Regions from separate parts of the Rattus norvegicus genome. Here region 2 is linked to region 1. A link is a contact called in public Hi-C data. All regions are on one chromosome and are shown on one strand. The core of a region is the stretch at or near the end of the contact, and the rest is flanking DNA. Distances in the headings are between cores, read along the strand shown. Region 1 holds the start of Akr1e2 (aldo-keto reductase family 1, member E2). Region 2 has its middle 13 kb from the start of Akr1c15.

Region 1 (6,725 bases), core at 1,392-3,891:
AAAGCAAAGACGTAAGCAAACCAACACAGGATGTAACCCCACAGGTTCACCAAGTTGGAGAAGAATTAACTGCAAGCCAAAGGCACCAATTCCCATAAAGAAACGCAAAAACTCCTCAAGGCTAGATGATTCCAGCTCTGCCCACAGCTGTGACTGCAGAGGCTGAGGGAGTCCTTACCTTACTGACGATGAACAGCTCGTCTCTCTTCACCACACCCTCCTTGATTTTCTCCTTGATTCCCATCCCAACCTCACTCTCATTGTGGTATAAGTAAGCACAGTCGAAGTGCCGGTAGCCCAGGTTGATAGCCACCTTAACCGCATCGGTCACTTCTCCTGGAGAGGCCTGTAACCAAACACAAGAAAGCTCGGAATACCCAAGACACAATCTGAAGCTCAAGAAGGAAGACCAAAGTGCGGATGCTTCAGTCCTTCTTAGAATGGGGAACAAAACACTCACAGGAGAAAATATGGAGAAAAAGTGTGGACAGAGACTGAAGGAAAGGCCATCCAAAGACTGCCACACATGGGAATCCATCCCACATAGTCACCAATCCAAGATACTATTGTGGATGCCAAGAAGTGCTTGCTGACAGGAGCCTGATATAGCTGTCTCCTGAGAGGCTCTGCCAGAGCCTGACAAATACAGAGGTGAATGCTTGCAGCCAACCATTGGACTGAGAAATGGGGTCCCCATTGGAGGAGTTAGAGAAAGGACTGAGGTAGCTGAAGGGGTTTGCAACCTCATAGGAAGGACAACAACATTGACCAGTCAGATACCCCAGAGTTCCCAGGGACTAAACCATCAACCAAAGAAAACACATGGAAAGACCCATGGCTCCAGCTGCATATGTAGCAAAGGATGGCCTTGCCGGGCATCACTGCGGGGAGAGGCCCTTGGTCCTGTGCAGGCTAGATGCCCCAGTGTAGGGGAATGCCAGGGTGGGAAGGCAGGAGGGAGTAAGTGGTGGGTGGGTGGGGGAACACTCTCATAGAGGCAGGGGTAGGGGTGATGGGATAGGGGGTATCTGGAGCGGAACACTGGAAAGAGGATAACATTTGAAAAGTAAATAAAGAAAATATTCAAGAAAAGAAAAGAAAAGAAAAAAAAAAGGAAAATCTATCATCAGGGGAACCTAATTCCTTTTCTCCCTCGGAAAATATATAGTCAAACAATAAATAAATATTCAAATTGGTAAAGCAGTAGGAACATCAGTTGGACTTAAAGGTAGGGAGTAAGAATGTGATTAATATTCTTCTTTACTCATTTGGGGAGAAGACCACACGTGCTTTTCAGCTCTTGCAGAGGGCTGAGCTGTGTGCTGTGTTTCTTGAATGGTTACAGAAGGGGTGAGAGCAGCTGGGGCATGAAGCCATCTGAGCTCTAACACTCAGGGATGCGTGAATCAGTTGGAAACCTAAAACAAGCATCTACTCACACACGAGGGACTCGTGCGATACCTGTATGGCACATATGTGAGGCACATAGATATTTCCACTAAATATGAAAAGTGCAACCCAAGCCAGCCTTGAATGTGATGGCTCCCTTGCTCTTTCTTAAAGCTGCAGCTACAATATTTAAGATCACCAGTCATTGTCATATTTGTTACTGCTTTTCCATTGTCTCCCACAAATTTCGAAAGGGATCCCTGTGCCTTCAGGTGGAGGAATTAAATGCTTTCATTGTATTGGGAGGGTGATGTTTCTTTCCCCCTTTTTATTTATTTGTTATTTTATTGATGTTTCTTCCACCTCAGTCTCCGCTAGGCGACACCAAAGAGCACTCACATCACCAAAATTGCCTTAAAAAAGAAAAAATCCCACCATTTTTACAAAAGTTTCTGAAGAAACCTTTATCTAAAAACCTACTAAACAGAATTTTCAAATTTACTTTTTATCGAAAAATATATTTTGATCATCTTTCCCCCTCCTCTAACTTATCCCAGAGTTAGGTAGGCCTAGTTCCGTACCTACATACTTACTCAATTTCATGTTCACTCCCTACATACAAAATCTACGGAACAGGCAGTGTATCTACTAGCCAAGATCTCTACTGCCACTAAGCGGACTCCAGAAGTAGACATTACACGTACATGAGTGCAATTATTTAATTATTTTTATTTAGTTTATTTCAGTACGCCAAGCGGCACGCTTCCTTGTGGCCATTTCATACACCCCGGGTTTCGCTGTGCAAAGATGAGTAAGTGCCACTTGGCACAAAAATGATTATTTTAGAGGTTGGGGATCCGTCACTAGCTCACACAAGGCTGGGTTATGCTCACGGTGCTTTATATAAAATTAGCCTAACTGCTTTTCAACCGCGCAGGGAGCAGGTGTTTTAGGATCTAGTAAAAGTAGCTTCTCAGGAGAGTCCGATCTCTCCTCTAATCAGTCTGGAGGCAAGACCTTGATCACAGCCCGGGTCTGGAAGGAGTCACCCTGGGCAAAAGAAGTCCCGCACCCTGACGGTTCCTGAGCGAGTATGCATCGGGCTCCGGGACCCTTAGCCCGACCCACACCGGAGCGCCTCCTCACCTTCCAGGTGCCCAGGCCCACTGTGGGGATTTGATGCATGGCTCCCCTTCGCTCAGAGGATCAGCCCCCAACCTGCACTGGAGGTGACGGCGAGCAGCCCCGGGCGCTCAGGGTAATGCCGTGATTGGCTGGAGTTCTGACACTCTAATTGGCTGATGGAGAGGTCGGTTAGTGGTATGATTGGCTGGTAGCATAGTCCATTTTCAGAGGACCTAAGCAATCGTGTTTGGTTGTGCATTTCCTCTCTCCTAAATCCTCTGTGATCCTAGGCGTTCTGTCTCTTAGCAACCGGCTTAAAGCCCAAGTCCTGTGCGGTGTCCTTCCTGTAAACAGGCTGGGGTGCATATTTATTTCCTGAACGTTAGATGTTTTAGATTAATGCTCGTTCCTACTATACTGGAAAAAAATCGATTGAAATATATTAGCTGTCTTGCAGTCTTGCAATGATGTGTGTTACTTCGAGGAGATTGCCATGTTACTAATAGTGGAAACATGATATGGATATCATTTTTAGGGTGTGTCTTATGAAATTAAAAAAAAAAATCGGGACCAAAAGTTAAACACCTTGGAAGATTATGGACTGTAATAACACCTAATAATAAAGAAGGTAATGAACTTTAAAGGGAGCAAAGAGTAGAGGGGCAGATTTTGAGGGAGGAAGAGAAAGGGAGAAATGTAATTATAATTGCAAAAAAAATCTCAAGATAATCCCTCAAAGGAATGCCTATAAGACAAATCATCCCCCGGATGATTCTACGTCCTATTTAGTTGGCAATAATCCTAAAATCACAAGCTGAAACAGCTAGAAGGAACCAGAAAAGCAACCCAGAAAAGCAAAGGTAAATGACTATTTCGAAAATATTAGCATTATTAAAACGATCACAAAAACTAAGGACTTACCATATTATAGTGCTGGAAGTTTGTACCCTTTACTTGTTTATTAATACTTTGGCAGAAGTCAACAATTTTACATTGTTATTAGCATCAGCAAATTCAACCCACCTTTTTTTTTGTCTTTTGCCACGTTAGATATCTGTTCATATGTTTGCGTTTTGTGTGTCCTCGTGGCAGACGTTCTGTGGATGTGGAAAACTGCATCTCCTCCAGTTCTCTTTATTTATTTTGTATTTCGTAAAGAATGGCAAAGTTAAGCCATTAACGGTTAGACATTTTTTTTTTGTAGATTTTGATCCTAAAAGTGTTCTTTATGCAAATCGACACGGAAGTACCCGTTTGCAAGAGAATGTGCTTTCAGATGTCACATTTTATTAGCGCTCTCTCTGATAGGCTTTTATTACTCATAGGCACACTTTACAGTTTCAGTTCATAAACCTACAGAAATACTGTCCTTTCGATCACTTCATAAAAACTTAGTTTGATCTAGGGATGCCTTCTTTGTTAATGGGCATCTCAGATTTCTTAGTAGTAATTTAGGAGAAACATGAATGCTACAGATGTAAATACTTGAAAAACGTATAAGGCTACTTTATATGAAACTATTGAAACCTCAGATTTTGATGAGGTAGCTTATGTTAGCACACTGAAAACTTTTACCAGGTTCTCGTGGCAAGTGGAGACGAATAGATACACATACGTATACATAATGCACACATGCATACATATAATGAATACATATGTTTCTATCTGCTCAATCATCCATGCAATTAACAGCATATTCTGGTCTATACAAGCAATTTAACAAGGCAAAATGGTACAATAATATCTACAGATACTTATGAAATATTTGGATGCCATTAGGTTAATTTTGCATATGTATTTTAATAGATGCAATTTTAGAAAAAAACACTCTTGAAAAACATCTAGAAAAAACATAGTGGGAAAATTTAACAAATGTAAATTACACAGGAGCTAATTCACCCAAGCTTTGGAAATATTTTGTAATGATTCTTTATAATCAAAAAATAAGGGATTGGGGATTTAGCTCAGTGGTAGAGCGCTTGCCTAGAAAGCGCAAGGCCCTGGGTTCGGTCCCCAGCTCCGAAAAAAAGAAAAGAGAAAAAAAAAATAAACTGAAGACATAAATTGCGTGATTAAAAAAAATAATAAAATGACACATGGACTTTATAAGTTGGTTCTTCCTGCCCCCTGGTGGCCATTTCTCAAAATACAGATATGTACATAAGAATGTATGTAGCGTGTATATAAAACTTATATAAAAGATAGGTAATATATAAATGTATGTCTAGATATACAAATATTTACACATACATTTATAAACACATATGTGTACTCATATGTGTGTATGTGTGTTTAACTGAATAGTCATACTACCTTACACAGAGTATAATATTTCTCCCACATACACCACACCGATTGCCAAATAAAAATCTCAGAAGCTGGTGTACCATACCTTATCTAAGCTGTTGGTTTGGAGGTTCCAGAGACTTCCAAAACATTGCAGGTCATTGATACTGATCTTGGTTGCAAACCAGAAGAACTTGATGATATGATTCCAGTGTTAAAAACACCACATAGTCTGTTCATAGGATACAGAGAAATAAAGTTGGTACTCACTGGGTAACTTCTTCTCTGCTTTCTGGCTTTCATAGTACCAGAAGGTGCTATGTGGGCTTCTGTAGGAGAAACGTCATCAGCAGGTTTTCTACCTGTGAACATTGGAGGCAGAATGATGTCCTGTGTGGAAAGATATTCCTGTGGACATGCACAAACGTTTTGGGCTGGTAATCAACTCATTCTGATTAGATATGAGGACTATTCCACAGAGCAAAATGCATGCCTAACACAATAAATCCAGATAAGAATCTATGGTTACAGAATGCACAATCTTCAGGGTTAATCTACTAATATCATCTTGCTAAATAGTATCAAACTATTGTCTGAATGTTTAATCTATATAACATTGATTGTTGGAGCTCTTTGATTTTATCAGAGACATGTCTTTGTGCAGTCGAGGGAAATCAATACAGAAACACACAACTGGTCAATGTATACAGAACTGTTAGTGGGGTGTTCATCCACAGATAAGACAACTGTATCATAATCCTCACAAGATTCAGGGGTCACATTAGCAGAGGTGGGATCCAAGAATGGTAAATTGGAAAGAACTTAAGCCAAGTAATGTTTTTTGCACATGATATTATCATGGATTTTCAATAATAGTGGTTGCCTGCAGAAAACCTAAACAAGAACAAGACAATGAAAGGCTCAGAGTGTAAAACATGGGAGTCTTGATTCCCCCACCCCTAGCTGATAAGCTATTGACAGACGACTATGTTTGGAGGAACGGTAGTTGGTTCTCTTTAAATATATAGTTTCTGGTAAGTCAACGATATTCGAGTGGATGGCCCCACAGCTATGAGCATATGAGCATATGGACAGGACACACTGGGTTAGTGAGAGAAGGGGAATAAAGGAGAGTTGGGAATTTGGCAGGAGTGGGGAGTGGGTCTGGGAGAAGTTACAGAGAGAAATGTAGGGTGGAAAGATCAGAATGCATTGTATAGATGTGTGAAATTCCCAAGAAATTAATACAAACACAGTAACAACAGCATACACAGAAATCTACCTGTAGAGAAAACAAGTCCATCAGCAATGAATGTCATTGACTGTGTATGACTGAAGAAGGATACGTGCATTATTTCATTAGCTTTTGGGGACTTAACTAAAACTGATAATATCCTGGACCATATGTATGCATAAGTGGACTTAAGTGTATAAAATACCATGGCATTTGGACTTTGAGATACATGTTGTTGATCCCGGTGTGAGTGGACAGACCCCAGAAGGGACAAATCTACAGCAAGTGATAGCAATTACAAGGAAGTGGGCTAAATCGTGTCAAAGGAGGTGTAGGAAAGGAGGAGGTGCTGTGAGACGCGGAACAAGAAAAACCAGCAAAATCTAATGTGTTGTGATGGTGTGGGCTGTGGGAGGCACGCACTTCAAGAAATGTGCTCTGATATCTGCATTAGACAGTTGGATGGATGAAGATTCAATTTGTCTGTAATAAAGGGTAAAACAAAAGGAAAGGTTGGAGGGTGTTTGAGGATCTGCGGCATTTTATTTAGTTAGTTTAGCCTTTGTCTTGATTTTCCAAAAGATCATTGGTTGGAACACAGGTGAAATACTCCCCCTCCCCCGCACGCACGCAGAAAAAGAACTTAACATCAAAATTTCTCGTGTGATAAGGGTCCCAAGTCATGAATAAA
Region 2 (6,725 bases), core at 1,720-4,219, 490 kb before region 1:
ACGTGGTTCAAACCAGGCACACCGGCATCTCTCAGTCTAAAGTAAACTTTAATTTGTCATCACTGGATGTGTGTGTGTGTGTGTGTGTGTGTGTGTGTGTGTGGTGTATTTGTATGACTATGTGTATCTGTTTACATACGTATGCATGCACTTCTTTCTTTAAAAAGATTTTTGATTTTTAATAAATGTTGGAGAGGGAGAGAAGAGGAAATAAAGCGAGAGAGAGAGAGAGAGAGAGAGAGAGAGAGAGAGAGAGAGAGAGAGAGAGAGATATCCAGGGAGTTCAGAAAAAGGCACTGAGATCTCTAGAGCTCAAGTCATCAGCAATTGTTAGCCATTGGATGGGAATCAAACTCAGATCTGCCAGAGCACTACATGCTCTTACCCCCAAGCATCCTGGCAAGTTTCTAAAGGAGACAAACAGCCCAGTCCAGCACACATGTGCAGAAGGCTCCTGGAACTGTCATGGTGTTTGAGACCATGGGGAAAGGCTGCAGCCTCGAGCTACATTATAATTAAACGTATTGATACTCCTAGCTGGATATGAGTCTCTGAGACAAATTAGACACTGCCACATGAAGATGGGGCAGAGAATAACTTTAAAGGGTGAAACCCCAAGAAGACCGTTGAGTATCTGTACAAGCAAGCCAGGAACTATTATTCTGTTTTGCTAACACTAGGTAGTTAAGGTGACCTCACAATTGTCCTTGAATGTGTGCATAAGCAGGTTACAGAAGACAAAACAGTGGCTAGTCAACCATAACAAAGAAGATGGTCACTTCTGAGTAGGGTCACGGAGTCAGAGTTAATAAGAACTTATTAGGGAACTTCAGAGACAAACTGCTAGTAGGTACCAAGATGGACCTGAAAGATAAGACTATTTTTCTGGGGCCAGGAAGTAGCTTGGTTAGGCACACTTCCTGCTCTTTCAGATAATCCAGGTTCAATATCTCACACCCATGTGGTTGCTCACAACCATCTGAAACTCCAGTTCTAGGTGTTCCGAGGACCTCTTCTGGCCTTTCCGTCACCAGGCATAAAAGTGACCCATAGTTTGCATGTGCAGGCAAAACATTGGTGCACATTTAAAAGGGGAGTATTTTCTACATCTGTGTAAGCGGTAGTGTGCCCCTCCATGACCCACTGATAACAGTGCAGTTCAGGAAGACAGCTCCTGGGTACAGGCCTGTGATTAAACCCACAACTGTCTCCCTGCGTTTGGAACCCTCTGTTCTAGCAGTTCATTTATAGTTTTCTCTTAACCCCAGTTACCCTGTAAATCCTCCCTCAGTTCTTCCTGACAGATTTAAATATCTCGTTCCCTGTTCTCTTGTAGTCAGGCTTAGATGAAAACCTTAGTGTGTATCTATTGATGTACGTGTGTCTGTACACACATATTTGCACGTGCATACACATTTGTGGGCATACACATGGACACGTGCATCTAGTCCTCAGAACAGTTGCTAGAGTGTGATGAGTGTTGTTGGTTGGTGGAGAATAATGTTATTTGGGGTTTCTGGAAAGCAAGCGATCTAGAATGAAAGTGATTGTACATTCATACAGAGTTAGGTAGGACAGTGGGACGGCTTTCAGGATCACCCTAGTGACAGAGAGGACGGACCCATGCCAGAATGAGATGGTCTGTTCTGCTTTTCTGCTTCTACAGACACTTTGTTTTTGGACTTTTGAGAATTTAATGAAAATGATGGCACAACATATTGAAACGTATGGGACACAATGAAAGCAGTGCTAAGAGGAAGACTCACAGCTCAAATTCCTTGCAGTCACTGTCCCTACCCACCACAGCCCGACCAAATCAAAACTCCAGAAGCTCATAACGTAGCAATCAGATTTATCTCAATAATTCACCTCAGCAGACTTACATTCCACAAAGCGTCCACACAATAAACACAGAGTCAACTGATATAAACCGCCCACCTAGACAAGATAAATTGACCTACGAAAACCCAGACCTTAAGAAATATTCATAACTACCTGTGGCCATTTAGGGCCACACAGATCTGAGTCGTCCTTCTCTGCCCCCATCTTGGTTCTTCTCCTCTTCTCCTCTCTCTCTAGGGGCACCTTTTTTTCTTTCTTTCTTTTTTTTTAATGTGGGAAAATGCACTGCCTTGAGAATTTGGAAGTTCAGAGAGGTAGTTCTAGCTGTTTTTCTAGCTGTTTTACCATTTACTCTGTTGAGAAACTCATTTCAGCATCCTGGCCCAGTAGCAATTGTGATAAGCAATACCAACAATGCAGCATTTATGGAGCTCAGGATGACTGACACACATAAAGGATGCTGGACATGATTCTATTTTTTCCCCCTTCTTATAATGACTGTAGTGCGGTAGATTTCATTACTATGGCATTATGATCCTAACGAATGACTTATACTGTGGAGTTTAATGGTACTTTATTTAGGCTTTTCATCTGTAAACCGTGGGTTTCAGAATGGATGACCTTCTCTGACTTGTTTTCAACAGTTTATAACAAGATCCATCTGGACTTTCTATAATCCTTTTGTCTCACCCTGCAGGACAATAGAGGGAAATTATGAGGTTTATCTTGGGCATCCTGTTAGTTGAATGTTTGCAATTGGCTGATTCATGATCTTCAAAACGATCTAGACCTAATTTGCCAGAACCTGTGATAGTAGCTTATGGATTTTAAAGATGTGTTCTAACCCAAGCATCTCGAGATAGGAGAGAACACTATGACTTATCCAGATGACCTCAAGAGTAAACCACGGCGCCCTTCTAAGCAGGCTGCAGATTCTACATAAGAAAAACAGCCAAAGACACAGGCAGGGATTTGAGGGTTTCAGTTGCAATCCAAAGAAAGCATGGGACTACCAGGAATGAGAAGAAATGAAGCAATTTCCTCTCCCCAAATCCCAGAGGGAGGACAGCCCTGCTGATACCCATGCTAGAATGTCAAATTTCTGGCAAAAACATTTCTATAAGCCAGCAATCACGTGATAAACTGTGACAGCACCAAAGGGAACCTAACACAGTGCCCCGGATGCCTCATGGCAGTTCTTCAATGGTCCTGACTGAGTTATGTAATCAAAGCACAGAAGAAAGCTATAGAGGACAGACGTAGATGGGAGCTGACCATGTTGTAAAACGTTCTTTCTCTGATCATGTCTGAAGGAAACAGGGACCACAGAGAGGAGGGCTAAAGTTGTTGTCAAGTGTCAACTTCAGAATGGTAGCATTGGGATGTGAGTCCAGAAGCCAGAGGGTCAGGACCTAAATGTACCTCTGCTACTTTCTGGCTACCAATCCTTAGGAAGGTGTATGCTGAGTTATAAGTCTAATCTCCTCACCCCGGCCCCCCCCAACCCCCGAACCCAGGGCTGACAATGATGATTGAATGCTTTCCCTAGGGATCTCTGAGATCATGGGTGTGGAATGTTTTGCAAGCTGAGAGATATAGGAGCATATTTGTGTGTGTGTGTGTGTGTGTGTGTGTGTGTGTGTGTGTGCTTCCTCTGTCCTGACTTATTAAACAACAACAACAACAACAACAACAACAACGGTACACCAGAAAAAAATGTTTCTAATATACCCACATTCTCAGCTTACTTCCCTACTTCTTTGACCATCTGGTGGAGTGTTGGTCACGTGCTGCTGTAAAAGAACACTACTGTTGAGTTCTTTATAGCCAGCAGAAATAGGTGTTTCATAGTTCAGAGGCTAACGAGTTTGAGATCAAGGTGCTGACAGGGTTAGTGTCTAGGGAGGGCCTGGTCTCTCCTTCCAAGATTGTGTCTGAACACTGCGTCCTTTTGAGGCTGGTAACACTGTTTTTCACCTGGGGGAAGGTCAGACTGGAGACCCCAGTGCTGCTGGATCGTCATGTAGCAACACAGATCCATACACATGAGCAGAGCTCTCATGTTGTAAACCCCTCCTAAGAGGTTCTCCTCCCCGGCCCAGCTGCACTGCAGATTCAGTTTCTAATATACCATATTTGGGCACATTTTCAAACTATAGCAGGGAATATTTTTTCTAGATATCCTATTTTATACTTATATAATATAAGATACAGTGAATATGTGTGTAACAATACGTGATATATGAATGAGTGATAGTGAATCCTAATTGTCAAAATTTTTATTTCAAAATTACAAAATCTCTCTCTCTCTCTCTCTCTCTCTCTCTCTCTCTCTCTCTCTCACACACACACACACACACACACACACACACACACACACACACACATTTTTATCTCTACCTCCCAAGTGCTGAGATTGTAGGTCTATACTACTATATCCTATTTATGTGGTGTTAGAAATGAAAAGCCAGGGTATGTATGAAGCAGACTGCATCCAAGCAAGCCTGGAAATGTGTTTAACTGGCTACTTTCCCATTCCTTTCAAATCAGAGTATTTATCATTCTGCTTCATTCCTTTCATACTCCCTGCTTTCCCTCCCCCTGGCTAGCAGAAGACAGTGGAGCAGCCAACACACATCACTTCCATTTGCGTGTGGCTAAGGACAGGGGTAATTTCACAGCTTCCTGGAAGTGAGGATTGGAAGTGAGGCTCTGCATCGGGAACTACTTATTTTCCCTCCTGTTTTGGGGGCAGGGTATAGGCTTACTGAGAAGTTGCCTCTGTAAAGTTCCGCTGTCAACTTGATTGAATTGAGAATCACCTAGGAGTCTGTGATGGGTTTTCTATGGAAAGTTAAATCTTGAGATCTTGGACCTAACACTTGGATGACTTTTTTTTTTTTTGATAACTTTTATCATATGGTGCTACTAGTGGGAGGAGATGAGCGGTCGGAGGTGGAGCCTCCCCTGGGTACGTGTCTTTTTGTGCATTTTAAAGACCCTGGAAGAATGTGTTTTCATTTGCCCTGTTCTTATAGGGTGATGAAGGCGGGGTGGGACGGGTTATTCCAGCAAGGGAGTCTCTCTGCTGCTTCTAAATTTTTATTTAGTTAGGGTGGGTTAGGTAGGTGCTTGGTATTGTACCACTGTGAAATATTCCCACAATTGTGAATAACCCACAATCTGAGGTTATTGGTTTTTTTCTTTTTCTTTTCTTTTTTGAGAATTGCAGAACTATGTGAACTCAGTCCCTTCTTTGGTGAAACCTCTTTGAAAGTTTCTTGGGCTTAGTCAATGCATTTAGGTCTTCCAGAAAATAACGACTGTTCTCCAGCACTCAGTGGGTTCACTGACAGCAATGGGAGGATCCCAGCCATTCCAAGAGAGAACTCCAGGAGAATTAGAGCTCACGGTCCACTGGCTATTTCCAACATTCCTTAGGAATGCTTAGAGTGGCTACAGAAGAATATTGCTGTAAGGGCGAAGCCTGTGTTGCTCTTGAAGTATACCTACCAAGGCAAGATAGAAACAAAGGTGTGGGCCAGAGAAGGAAAAGGAGGCCCTTACCCAGGAGTTCGGTTGAAACTTCTCACCCACTAGGAGCCAAGAGCTTCAACATAGTAGCATTTGCTCAATGCCGTCAACCCACAGTTTTCTAGAAAGCAATTACAGAAGCATCCCTTCTAGTAAGAAGACATGCTCTATCTCCATTGTATATTCCTAGTGGCTCTTACCTTTTGATGATTATTACCTTTCAAGATACCTCCCGATTTACTCTATAGTGCACGTATCTAAGTGAAAACAAAAGAAAGCAAGAACAAAAGTTTCCTAGAGATCCTTCAAGATGCGAAGTAAGTAAATGTCGCCAACATGGTATACATACTACGGCTAAGGCATTTAAGTAGAGGTCTTGAAAAGCCCACACCTATACTCTCCATGTGCCATGTTCTTTCCCGGTACACCTATATCTAGGTTTAATTATCTCCAACTTGGCTTAATACTGGCTCATTCTGAAATTCTTTTTGGTAGAACAGTCGTGGACTCAGTTTTAATAAGTCAACATTGGTAAAAATAAACCGGATTTCTCAGAAGACTGTTGTGGGGATGGTGTATTTTGATATCTGCCACTGCTGACAGAACAATAATTGCTCTCATAAAGATAGCCAGAGTGGGTAAAGACCAGGATCACCTTCAAAGCCATTCGAAAGTGCCTGCTTGAGAAAACTTAGGGTTATCTAAGGAATTTACTGTTTGCCCAGCCCAGCCCACATCTGGAAACAGCACTCTTGTTTCCCAGTCTCCTTGCGAAGTTCAGAGCTTAACATTGATCAGTGCTAGTTATTAAATTACCTTGACTGATTGCCTTAGTAATCACCCCACAGGCTTGCCATTCTCACTTTGTGAACTCCACAGGATCCACAACCACTGCTCCTACCTCCCCTACAAGGCCTTATGCGTGCTGGGCCACTTCTGTACTCATGGATGTTGGCTGAGGTCGAGCTCAGTATCTTTTCGGGAGTTAGGAAATAATTGGCTCTTGCGAGTGACCTTTGGGTTGGTAAACAAACCTGTGGTTCATATTGCAGTACAGCAAATTCTGTAACATTGAGTTCCTCCACACCCTCAGTTAGGACCAAACAGAGTTAAAACCTACCCACTCAGTGCGTTAGAAGGATAGTTGGTCCTGATTACCCAAATCTGGAAAATCCACATTTCTATTCATGATATTTAAGCTATCAGCTAAATACTTGTCTCAGAGAGACCATGTAATTGTAATTATTCCCCATAAAGCTCTAATGGACTGATTCTGGGAGACTCCCTCCCAATTCCATGAAAGATCTGTCTATGCCACAAGTATGTACCCCAATAAAAACCCAGACTCC

Evidence for each region. Hi-C and Micro-C count contacts between places; a contact is called where the count stands out from the background.
Region 2: a Hi-C map of prefrontal cortex shows a contact between it and region 1, with 6 times the contacts expected there. The contact joins the enhancer-like site here to the promoter of Akr1e2 in region 1. A contact is called at or near these places in 10 of 12 Hi-C or Micro-C datasets (the A7r5 cell line, the Rat2 cell line, frontal cortex and 6 more) and 1 of 1 datasets of contacts at active chromatin or transcription factors (oligodendrocytes).

Annotation. Positions count from the first base shown.
Region 1 is chr17:70,641,798-70,648,522 of GRCr8, reverse strand. Akr1e2 (aldo-keto reductase family 1, member E2) reads right to left here and starts at 2,641. Exons shown (of 10, transcript NM_001008342.1): 1 at 2,536-2,641; 2 at 179-346. The coding sequence starts at 2,574.
Region 2 is chr17:71,128,080-71,134,804 of GRCr8, reverse strand. No RefSeq gene overlaps it. Among named protein-coding and RNA genes, the nearest start is that of Akr1c15, 13 kb to the right of the region's middle. Within about 2 kb of position 2,969, at least 10 of the 93 cell types and tissues checked have an H3K27ac peak or open chromatin away from gene starts, as enhancers often do.